2 separate regions of the Anas platyrhynchos genome follow, and region 2 is linked to region 1. A link is a contact called in public Hi-C data. All regions are on one chromosome and are shown on one strand. Each heading gives the region's core, a stretch centred on a gene start, on an enhancer-like site or on the middle of the called end of the contact. The rest is flanking DNA. Distances are from core to core; before and after follow the strand shown.

Region 1 (6,545 bases), core at 3,324-5,823:
TCATAGATTCATGAAGGTTGGAAAATACCTCCAAGATCATCTGGTCCAACCGCCCCCCTACTACCAATGTCACCCACTAAACAATGTCCCTAAGCACCAGGTCCAACATTTCCTTGAACAACCACAGGGATGGTGATGTTAGTAATGGGTTACTTGGGTTCTGGAAAACTACACTAGATGGTGGACACATCCTGAACAAGCTCCTGGACAAAATAAAAAAAAATAAAATAATAAAACCTTCAGAAAAAAAAAAAAAGAGTGAAATAAAAATTTAAAGTAGCTTTTGTATTCATTTCCTGAAGCACTTATCTCCATTAAAGCAGAGACATATCTTTGGGAGTTACAGCAATAAGCAATGATGGAAGACGCAAGCATTAAAGCGCTGCCTTTTGGACATGTTTTGGCTCCTCTCTTACTGTGTTGGGCCTCAGTGGGGAAATCATGAGCCTATCTCAGCCCATCATAGTCTGATTTCCAAGACAAACAGGAGCCTCACCCACTTGTGCATGACAAAGGTGAGTTGTTTTAGCAACTATAGCCTAATAGTGTACCAGAAGTAGTCCTGATGTGCCTGTCTCAACTTGCCTGAGGTTGTTCTATTTGGATGCTAGAAACCACAGCTAATTTTCTCTTTAAATGGGATTTCTCCTTCCTTAGAGAAAGTCTTCTTGCTTGTTTTGTTTTGTTTCTGATAGAAGAGAAGTAGACATCTTGGTCTACTTGCCTGAGATGTCTTGCAGTAAACAGCAAGCTGTGTTCATCAGCTGTCCCCCCATCCAGCATCCAACACAATTATAATTCAAGGCAAACTGAAAGAAACATCAAAAAACTGGCAAACACCATTTGCTAGAGAGGAAACTTTCTCTGTTTGGCCAGTCTGGAAGAATTGGATTGGAATTAAAATAAAATTCAATGTCAATATTGTCAAAGCCCTTATTTATTTGGGCCAAATTATTGGAGTAAGTTTATTTTCCACTTTCCTTTTTCTTAGTGTAAAAAAGAGAACATAGAGGAATTCTTACCAGGCAATGTTTAGGATGGCAAAGCTTTCTGGTTTACAGTACCAGATCTAAGACAAGCATAAAAGAATCTGCAAAGCTGTTATTAAAACTTAAGCAGGATAAAAATAACAAGGACACACGTAACAGGCAGCCTGTTGTGGGGAGAATTAAAAATATATATATAGTTTTTAAACTATTTTATATCAGTTTGTGGAATGACTATCTAGAAAACAACTTTATGTTGGAACAATGTGGAGTACCTCTGCCCACTTCTGTTCTTTACTGTCCACAGACCAGCAATAACTGCATTTCTCAGATCCTAGCTCTCTGGCAGGTAGGATCTCCTGAACAGAAATGCTGCTCCAAAGGATGTCTGTGAGTGATTGCTGGTTCAGCACCAAACACTCAAGAAATCCTTCTTCTGCTTGGTACCATCAGACATTACCAAAATCTGAACTGCAGCACATTGGCATTTCTAGTCACTACAAGACAGAAAAACCTGTTGCATTTCTGCAAGAGGAACAAGTACATGATGTCTTGGAATAATTTTTCATTCCTATGTTTAGCCAATCTCTTGGTACGTAACAGCTCTGCCTTATATGATAGTTCCATGAGCACTTCACGTTGTCAAGAGCCAACCGCCCTGCCAAAACTCATTGTTGCCTTTTCTGTCTCTCCCAGGTGCCTGTGCCTTCCTGCCTCTTCCCTGTGCCAACAGAAATGTTTGTGCAGCCTCGCAGTGAATCTGATCCACACATGGATCCAGGTTAAAATTAACCTAAGATGGGGGGAAAAAAAAAAAAAAAGAAAAAAAAAGTTTCTTTTAGTCCAGATCAGTTCCTTGATCTGCCTTGTTTCTCCTGCCATTATTGGCAATAATTTAGTGGAAGAGCCTCAGGGTACATGACAGATGCATCACCTGCATTATTTCTTAGTCTCAGTGATCCCACTCGCTGTGGTAGATCCTGACTGCTTGGGGAGGCACGGTGTGCAGGTTTGATGGTTCAGATTCAGTCTCTCTGTGTCAGACAAAATGGGTACTTCCATCTGGCTGGCTATCTTTTGCTCAGCAGAGAGAAGTACCAGTCCCCAGTGCTGCTAAGATCAGGCCCATCTCTGGCATTCCTGCATGTCCCCTAGCACGTTTTTTTGATGGATGGTGATGGAGAGCAGAATGTGCATCTTTATGGGCAGAAAGACACATTTTTGAATATAAGGAAAGACTGTACACTGCAGAAGGTGTACAACTTTCAGGTGAAGGCTCTGTCCAAAGCAGTTGTCCCATGGAGCAGCAGCATGTCTGTGTAGCACACATGAGGCAGATTTATTTGAGCAGATGTGAAACACCCATGAAGATTCCTGTAGTGAAAAGCCTGAACTGCACTTCCCTGCCATCCATGCACAAACTTTTTTTTTTTTTTTTTACTAAGCTTTTTCACAGGTTAGAAAGGCCTTTCTTTGCAGCAAGAGCACCTTGATTCCTTCATACCGCATGAAACTTGTTTTTTGCAGTCTGGGGAAGTAAAAACGTACTTATTTCACTGAGTCCTGCAGAGTTAATGAATTCCTCAGTGCTTTTCTGAAGAATGACATTTGGCTCTTAAGGCTGCATTCTGTTCTCTGATACCTAAATGTAATTCCCATAGATTTCCAAGGAAACTGGGTATATGTTCCTTGGCAAAATGCAACCATTAGCTTAAAAATCTGAAGATATGTGAAATCTGCAGAAAAAAATAACGAGCTGGGCACAGTCTGCAAGGAATAAAACTGAAATGTATGAGGACCTAAGAACACTTCTAAAAAATGATCTATGGGAAAGAAAAAGCTTGAGCTAAAAGATTTCAGCGGTCCTCCCTACTCTAGAAAATAGAACAATGCCCTTGAAATGGAAACACTGGGTACTACTATCTAACTTTTAATTTCTTTGGTTTACAAAAGCAAAGGGCAACAAAAACTTAATTTGGCATCGGGCAGTTAAATGTTATTGGTGAGAAACGTGGAACACTGGGTCCTCTTCATTAAAACAGGAGTCAACAGCATATATGAGTTGCAAATTGCATTGGTGAGGAGATGAAATCAGAGCTGCTTTGTTATGGGAAGTCTTGGATAGAGTATCACTGCTGCTTCTGTTTGACCGCACACCTTTAGAGAGACTGGAGGCCATCCCAACCCTCACTGCAATCTGCAAGCAATTATCCCTCTACTGTTTGAGACTGCATGGAATTTAATTTGTATTTTTTAAAATCCAGAAAGGAAAGGAAATGCTTATTTCACTCCATTACAATTCTGCAGAGTCAATAATTCTTCAGTGCTCTTATGAAGAATTTGTGATACATATGTAAAATAGAGCCTCTTAAGAAATGCTGAGGACAACCAGAGACAAGAATGGTTTAATCTCTTATAATAAAAGAGGGAACCATTCTTTAGGTGTTCTGAACTGCAAGAGACTTATTTAAACAGATTTAGGGAAAATATAGTCAAACATGGGCTCTGCCTTGAAGAAACGATAAATGCAGTTCTGGAGTTAAAGCAAGGCAGTATTTGTGAGAAGAAGTAATGCCTTTTATTGGGCCAGTTAATATGAATGGGAAACAAAACAAAAAACACTGGCACTTATGTAAATAACATCCTGCCCTAAGACTTCTAGATCATCACAGCAACAACAACATTAACTATACTTTCTTGAATTTGGGATTAATCTGAACTAAGTGAAGCTGACATGGGTTCAGGCTCTTCTTGCAAAATGTGTAACCTGGGAATAACTGCTCTGTCAAAATGCTTGCGTAAATGACAGGAAAATCAGGCTTCTTGTGTCAGGATCAATATATCAAATCCGTGCAGTGTGCTGAAGCACATATACAGAAACATAATTTCAATTACTTAAAATACATTATTTAATACACATGTGCTTTGCATTTCAGTTTGCCTAGCTCTAGTTCAGACTGGTCAGGGAAATGGGATTTTTAGCCTAGCTAGTTCACTTCAAAACACACTCATAAAATATTTGTTTAAGATTAGCAACGGAAGGACCAGCCCAGCAGTGTACAGACCTTGCAGGGTGTAAATACTGCATTTAGGATTAATCCCTTTAACTGTCTGGAAGCTGGGAAGCCTTAAATGAGATTTGCCCTCATCGTTAATATCTGCATTACTACAAATCTCACAGGTACGATCTATAGGCTCAGCCCTTGTGTTGATGCTATAGAAAGTATATCCACAGTCTGACTTTGAGTTAGTACAAACACAGAACCAGCAGTCTTTATTTTTCCTTCATGCTTAAACAGTTCAGGGCAAGCAACCAGGGAGGAAGTTGCAGCGCATTCAGCAAGGCAGAAGAGGGACATAATAATGAATGGTGGCTCGCTGGGGCTGGTTACGCAGCAAAAAGCCTAGGCAAACAACCCAGATCCCACTCTTCTCCCCACAGTCCCAGATGGATTACGGTCCAATGTCCATCTGCGAATCTGCTAAATTTAGTCTGGCCTCAGAGGAAACACAAGACACAAGCCGTCCACATGCTCCCGCCGCTCTTTCAGCGAAGGCGGCCGGTGACCTTCCTGTTAGCTCAACGGGCCAAGCGCTGCACAGCAACTCCCCCCTTCCCACCACGCTACACGTATCTCAAGACACACGACTAAATAGAGAGGAAATAGATTTTACTCAAAGAGCTATTTTTATACCTCCAGGCTGCTTGTTTTTCACTAGTGGGGCAGAGGCGTGGAGATATTATGGCTGTTGGCTTCAGGTCAGAGCCAGCACAAAAACTCATGCTGCAAACTCTGCTCTGCCTGCTTGCTCTGGTGTCTACAATACACTCAGCTCAAAGGAGAAGAAGAAAGTCCCTAGGCAGTTATTAAAAAGAAACTGGCCCCAAATTCAGACCATTCTCAATAGGTGCCTCCTCTCCTGGATAACTGCATGGGGAGTCCTGGAAAATACCTGGTTTCCCCAGCACCACAGCAGGAGCCTGGCTCCTTCCTCAGTAGAGCAACTGCTGCTCAGACTCGATCACTGCTTTTCACGGAGTCCCTTCAAAGGCCCCTCTGTCTGCTCTGACCCTGTTACAGGAAAGGAAGTTCAGAGCTCAGCTGTTTTATGAAAGGACACATGCTGGGATGAGCACCAGGAGAACTGGGGACTGGGCAGGACAGGCCATTCCTGGCTCAGACTCCTTTTGATGGGAGATGCCTCTGGTCTTCCCCAGGCAATATGAGACGCTGCACAGCCCAGATTTCTCCAGAAAGCAGTCTCACTTAATGAAATAGAAGTATAGTGTTTACTTAGTAGTTCTATCTTACTGACCTTGTCCTTTGTGATGTCCCAACAATTAGGAAATCAATACGTTAGTAATACAAATTAAATATTTCTTTTGCAGCATGCCTTTGAAGACAAGGTGGGAAAACAGAACCAGAGCAGTCTTCCTTGTCTAGGTGTACACAGCTGAACTACTCCCAGTCTGTCACAGATGGCTCACAAGGCCAGGAGAAGGCTGTGGCCACCCCCCAAAACCCACCAAAGCAGCTAGGTTCTCCCCTTCATCTGTGAGCATGCAGCCAAGGAAGGAGGTTCCTGCTTCTCTGCAGAAAATGGATAGAGACACGGGTGCTCTGGGGCTTCTCAACACCTGCAGTGAGGAGCACAATCATATCCCATTGCATAGAGCCCTAAATATGTGAGTTGGTTTAACTTGCCCCTGGAAAGCAAGGGGTGGCCCTCTGGGAAATTTGGCAGGAGAGCATGGAGAATTTCTGACCCTGGTCTTCCACACAGGCTGCAGGAGAAAAACATGTGCTGAGCTTGAGGGGGACTCACAAGAGCTGCTTTCCCTCTCCCGAGCTCCAGCTCTCGATGGGGAGACCCAGCCTGCCCAGACCACTGCACGCTGGGCTCCACCACCCAAGCCTGGACCTGCCAAGCCACACTCTGCATGCAACAGAAGTGCTGCAATAAGTAACTGTACCCTTTTCTAAAACCTGCCTCTCCAACAAGCCCACAAGCATATCTACAGGAAACAAATGACTCTTTATCTTGAGAGAAGATTTTTCGTTTTGGAAACAGCCAACTCATGTGCACCACTGGGCGCAGTGCTGACAGGCGCTGCGTGGCAGCGATACACCATGGTCCTCGTTTCCTTCTGCAAAGACCAGCACTTAACCCTCCAAAGTGCGAATGCTTCTGTCCTCCTACAGGTCCACGCAGTTTGGAAACATCCCGCACTACATTTTTGCTGATGCTTTCCCATTTGACCACTAGTAGCGTTTCTCTGCCAGTTTTTGTTGGGTTTTAGTTGGCTGACTAATGCGATGCTAAAAGCAGAAAGATTTATTATCTCAATCGGCAGAAATTCTATATTCCATATTCAGCCACAGCCTAAGATGCTGGTGCCAGTATGTTAATGAAGAGGTATGAGCAATCGATATTATACCTGCTACCAGGAAAGCCTGTTCCCTGACAGCCTCCCAGCCAAATTAAGCAAAAATCCCAAAGGCGCAGTAAACGACGCATTAGAAAACCGAGCATGAGTTGCACAATAATAAAGCTGTC
Region 2 (6,043 bases), core at 1,349-3,848, 61 kb before region 1:
CAGCTTTTTTTTTTTTTCCTGCAAAATATGGTTAAGGACGTACACCAGCTGCCCCACTCCCTCTGTATCAGGTACAGCCCCCAGGGGAGACTGAAAACACACTGGCTGACGGAGGATTTGACAGTCCTGTTCTGATACTATGTGCAGGCACAAGCACAATCATGGGACACAAGAACCTGAAAAAGCAAGGGACTAATGTTTCCCCCATGGACTGGGTCAGGTTCAAAGTCTTCATGGTGAGCCTGCCACAGGAAAGGAGCTGGAGGTTGTGATAAATGATGTTGAAAGGGCTTGCCAATGTTGCTTTCCCCTCACTGACAAGCCTTAAAACTGAAACCATCACCAGAGGAGAGGAATGCAGACTAGAAAGAGCCTGGAGAGCCCACCAGCCCTGGGAGCTGCCAGAGATCCAGCTGCAGTTCCTCTGAGAAGAGATTTCGCAGCCCATGCTGAGACCTGTGCTGTGAGGTGTGCTAGCCAGCTGCTCTGCAGCTTAGACATCTCTGCATAGACCTCCTGATGCTCTGCCATCACTGTCTGACTTCCTCCACAGATCTCCTGCCCAATGGTCAGAATATCCTGCATCAGGCTCTAGGCGTGGAAAAAGCTTGCCTTGCTTCTGTTTTAATGGGAAAAGGCTTTAGCTCCTGGAGGCCTTAATCCAAGGCCAAATGTTAATACATTTCTCACAACACATTTGAAAAGGAGCATCACAACATTCATAATAAAGGGACAAGGAGAACAACTGTGTGGCCAGCAGCGAAAACCCCAGACACTGCAGACTGTGCTGCAACAATACCACTTCTAGGGCTGTTTCCCTCATGCATGTTTTGGAGCCTGCCCTTGGTCTGCTCCCTCTGGATGGCAATCCTCACCCAGCTCTGTACATCAGGCCTGTGTCTCAGCTGTTTTTCATTCCACAGAGCAATTTCCAATGATCTAAAGCTTACATAGATTTATGTGCAGTAACTGGGCACTGCCTTGTACCAAATACATATATTTCTATTTGTTACCTGTGATTGGCAAAATGCTTTTTGAAAATGCAAAGACACTCCTAAGAATAATGGAGCTTTAGTGGCAAATATCATTCAATCTCCAGCATGTCAGCTGGGTCAAAAGCTTTCCTTTAACACACGTCCTTTTCTCAAAGATGTATTTACTGATGCCAACACAATTACAACAGAAGAGAACCTGCAGGTTAGTAGCTGAGGTGGTACATCCCAATACACTTCTGCTGTTTTTTAACCCCAGGAGGAAGGTCAGCTTTCTTTTGTGTGACGTTTGTAGTGCAATCTGGCTAACAGCTTCCTGGAGGTGCAATATCCCTCTTCTCCAATGACCTGCTCTACTATCTCTGCAAAATCATGGAGGTCTTGCTGAACCTTTTCCTCGCCTGTTTCAGTAAGAAGCCTCAGCCGTGGTACAATGTACACAGGTGTTTAGTGTGGTCACCATACACAGAAAAATGGGCTCTGCAAGATATTAATTGAGAAGAGCCAGACATGCAGCTCTCATGATTTTAAGCTCTTTCTGACTCTCTCAGCAAGGCATGTCTTGGTCACTCCACTAAAATCGGTGGCTTCACACTGGAAATAAAGAGTCATGTAATGCATCACAGGTTGGGTCCACTTATCTACAGTCTTACCTATGATACAGGTACATAAAAGCAACTAATTTTACCAAGATCTTTCAGTACCTTTCAGAAATGCAATTTCCCATTTTTTAAGTGACAGCAACTTCTAGGGAAAAAAAAAAAACAAACACACTTTTATTTTCTGATCTAGATTTAAAGCACCAGCTTGGTGCAACAACGTTTGCTCCAGTAATTCACAACACAAGCCTGACTAGCAGCCCAGCATGTGTTGCCAGGACAGTGGGTGTTTTTAAAATAGAGAGCTGCTGCATTTACTGGTAGCTGACAGGCATGCACGATCATTTCATTGAGCGAGGTCCCAGGTGGGAAGCAGCGACTGAGGGCGGCTTTGTAAGCCTCCAGCTCAGCAAGAACTTGTTCCTCAGCTTCCTCCACTGCTGCTATCACAAAGGTAGCCTGAACTCCAGTTGACTGGTTGGCAAAAACAGAATTGGTGCTTTGTGTGACTCATGTTTAATTGGCACATATGTCCATGAGCGATGCAGACCCACCAGCTCCCCTTCCAGCACAGGCATTTCAAAACAGGCACATGTTCTTGGACAAAAATAATGACAAGGATGATTGTCTCTACCTCCATGCTAGTATTGGGGTCAAGGTCATCACACTCTGACTCCTCTGAGCTGTTTGTCTCCTTGTTTGGCAGCATGAAGAGGAAGAAAGAGAACAAGAGATTAGAGGAGAGATTGGTTAGACAGGGCAGAGCAGCAAGGAGTTGTGAGCAGCATGGGGATGAATAACAGGACAGAATATGTTCCAAAAAAAACCAAACAAAACAAAACCCAAACCCAAACCAAACCAACAACAAAACAAGAGAAGTAAAGGCGAAGACATGCTTTTGCCAGAGGAAAGGCAGTGATTCTGCAAGTCGTTCGGGCAGTACAACAGCAAGGAAGCAGGAGAAGGAAGCCCCGTGACCACCATGCTGCAGCAGCTGCTGCCCTTAGCTCTGGGTGCAAGGGGCAGCCGGGTGGCAGTGGCAGGGCTTCTCTTTGCACATGCCATCTGTTTCAAGAGGCATACATGAGGGAAAGCCTCCAGAAAGGAAAACACTTAATCATGGGCCCTCCTGGAGAGGGGTGGATCCATAGTACATGCTCAAGTGCTTTCCTGCATCAAGGCTGGGCTTTGGTTGTGAGTATTTGTTTGCTTGCCTCTGCTGGGAGGGATAGCCCCAGATTAGTCCTGAGCAGGCCTCATGGCTGGTTTATAGAGATGGATCCTCTCAATTGGAGCAGAGAAGTCAGGCACTCAATGCAGAAGATGGAGCTTAACCCCACCGTTCTCAACCTTTTCCACACTGGGAGATCTCAGAGAGAGAGAGACAGACACGGACACACACACACACACGGACACACACAAAACCCTCTCCTGGCAAGACCAAGTCAGCATCTCTTCCCTGTCTGGTGATATGGAAATAAAGAGGTCATTCAGACCATCTCCCCACAGTGAACTTCTTTAGCATCTCAAGGTAGAGAGCCCCTTATCATAATATGTGGGGAAATATTGGCCTGAGGAAAACTTGTCAACATTAAAAAGGCAGTCATTTCACCCGGCGGCTTTCTCACCGCTGCAGTTGCTCTGATGGAGCTGCAGATTGGGCTAGATCAGAGGAAAGTCACTCACTGTTTTCAGTTATTTACAGAACAGTTATTTAACCTCATACATAGTCTTTTAATGAAGATTACTTACTTGTGTATGGGATGCCAGGAAAAAGAAAATGAAAAACAAAGGCTGCATTTTATCTTGCATGCAAAAATCCTGCTAAAATGGATACTACAAAAAAAAAAAAAAAAAAAAAAAAAAAAGATAACTGAAGTGGAAAAAAAACAAAAACACAACCCAAAATTGCCGCCCCCTCCCTCTCTCAGGAGAGGATGCTGTAGGGGGTGAAAAGGATGGGAAGCAGGAGAGTGGCACACAGCTTTCCGTTGGCCTTACTCACTTTAACAGAGACTTTGTTCCCCAGAATATCCTTGGATTTACGTGGCCCATTGGCTTCATTTTTGCCACTGCTCTCCTTTTCCGCCCGCTTTCTCATGCGCAGGGTATGCCATGAACATGACTTCCTGTTGTACCAAAAAACGCAGCAATCAAATGGCAAATCATAGCAGGAAGGAAGGATTGGGAAAGGAGAACCAGCATCCACATTTGCGATTACTGCAATTCCCTAGAAGGTGGAAGCCACCGGCAATACGCCTATCTCTACTTGAGCAATGAGAGTTGAAGTTAAAAAACAAACCAAAGTGTTCTGCAAAGCAGATGTTGTGCCACACTTGCTGTTTAAATGCATGGAGCAGGAAAAAATATCCCATGATGGAAGCAGGCAACTAGAACTCGGTCAGCTGGTTTCAGGGACTTTGTCTTGCATTGCCACAAACAGAGACTTATTTTATTTTTGCTATAGTTAACAGGTCAATTCAGTCCTCAGTCTTGTTGGTTAAAAGCAACAAATGTAATAAATGAGAACCATCTTAATAGATTACTTTGTTGAGCAAATAAAAAGATTTAAGAAATTGAAGGTGTTGCTCCCTACATGTTACTCAGAACATGAATAGCTCAGAAAATGGGAGCTACATCACTAACTTTCCAAGAGATAAGTACTTTCCTAGAATGACAAGCTCTGCTCTGCTTCTCAAGACCAATAATTTCCCATTAGTGTAATATTTGATTTTGCCAATCGGGATAGAGAGGACATCAATCAGTCCATGCTTTTTGACTAGAATCACAGCAGGCATGATTTCCAGAATATTTTTCACCCCTCATTACTGTGCCTGTGACCTTACTCTTGGAAAAAAGAAAAAAAAAAGATCATGTCACCCTTTGTAAGAGCAATGCTGTGTCAACAACAGAAATTGCATATCAAAGCAGACGTAAAAAAATCAAGAAAGAAAAAAAACAAAACAAAACACTTCTCAATATGGAATTCATTTGGTTTAAATAGTGGGCAGGTGGGGGAGGATTTGGGAAGTGGTATGTTGTCCAAAGCTGAAAGCTCTCAAAACAGCAGTGTGATGAGCTGGGATCCAGGTTCAAAGCATCTGCCCACCTTTAAGTCATGCAAATTTTATTTGCATGTTTTAAGCCCAATGTTTGGCACATGTCATGTCACGTCTACAGTACCTTGATACATTTTACAAAGCAAGTTGCATGTAATCCAACGATCACCTGCGATGCCAATAAAATGCAGTATGTTAGCAAGGTAGGACTTGAAGGACACCCCGCACAGCCGATGCTCCCCCATGATCACTGACGATGATTCATAAGCATCTTTTTGTATTTCAGCGCCTGGCTGGAGCTGTACAATAGCTTATTTTTTAAGAAGTAAACCCAAGGGCCTCCCAGGAACTGGCTGCACTGATGTAAGACCAAAATGGTTCATGGGGACTGTTTTTGGTGTGGCAGCACCGTGGGCCAGGTGCCTACCAGTGGCATGGAGCTGGTGGCTGGCAGGGGCAGTTGTATTTTGGCACAAGGAGCACCAACACTCCCTGCACACCCTGGCTGGGCAGGAAGGATGGCTTGGTATTTGGGCATTTTTGGGGGGAGGTCTGCATTAGGTGTGCAGACCAGGGGGCATTATCCAGCACTTCGGGACTGTTTTATTTTCCTTTATGACATGATAAAGAGTCAAGGACATGGCTGATGGACTCCCTGACCCTCACCTATCATGATGCTAACACTACTGGATTGAACACCTATTTTGTGTATAATATTTGTCAACAGAAGAAACAGTTTTATTACTTTTAACTCCACGTGATCTGGCAGACTAGACAGGGCTGAAAACAGCTGCATTTTTAACCCATTGGATTTATATTAGAAAGACATTCAGGCTTCTTTTTAAGTTGCAGGGTTGGTTTAGCTCTGAGTCCGAAAACATGATTTAAGACTGAGAGAGAAGTGCAATACATGTGTCTTTCAATTCTGGTATTCCTTCCTGGCCCCAATTCATATGACTGTATTGCAGAATTTGACTGCACAGCTGCCATGAAATCAACGTCTTCCACCAGGAGCCCAGTGCTGGGGTGAATGTAAAGGCACATGTTTGCAGATTGTGGTTAGAGGGGAACCCAGGAATAGCTGTGGCACACGAGCAAGAGATGTGCTGAGCAATTTTTTTTGGCTTAATATTTCATTTGCAATAGCATTCAATAGTATTCCTGAGATCACCAACTGATGGGTCAAGTCACCGTATTTCTTAACTGTGTCTTTAGCAGATACCAAATTACTACTTTTAGGGAATCTCTCACAAAATCTTTCCTCACATTCAGTTCTTCACCTCAAGGCACTCACATAAGATAACAGAATGTGTAGCATACACCACGCATTACCAAGTAGTCTTTTTAGATGTTAAAAGAAATCAATCGGTATTACTGAAAAGAGGGTTGTACC

Evidence for each region. A called contact is a pair of places that touch in the nucleus more often than the background predicts.
Region 2: a Hi-C map of liver shows a contact between it and region 1, with 2.2 times the contacts expected there. The contact joins two enhancer-like sites. A contact is called at or near these places in 4 of 8 Hi-C or Micro-C datasets (F1 follicle, liver, small yellow follicle and 1 more).

Annotation. Positions count from the first base shown.
Region 1 is chr7:16,347,384-16,353,928 of IASCAAS_PekinDuck_T2T, reverse strand. The region is part of intron 38 of KALRN (kalirin RhoGEF kinase); the gene reads right to left. Among named protein-coding and RNA genes, the nearest start is that of UMPS, 83 kb to the left of the region's middle. Within about 2 kb of position 4,573, at least 2 of the 8 cell types and tissues checked have an H3K27ac peak or open chromatin away from gene starts, as enhancers often do.
Region 2 is chr7:16,407,291-16,413,333 of IASCAAS_PekinDuck_T2T, reverse strand. It overlaps KALRN (kalirin RhoGEF kinase), which reads right to left. Exons shown (of 64, transcript XM_072040795.1): 54 at 3,597-3,720; 55 at 2,226-2,285. Among named protein-coding and RNA genes, the nearest start is that of UMPS, 24 kb to the left of the region's middle. Within about 2 kb of position 2,598, at least 1 of the 8 cell types and tissues checked has an H3K27ac peak or open chromatin away from gene starts, as enhancers often do.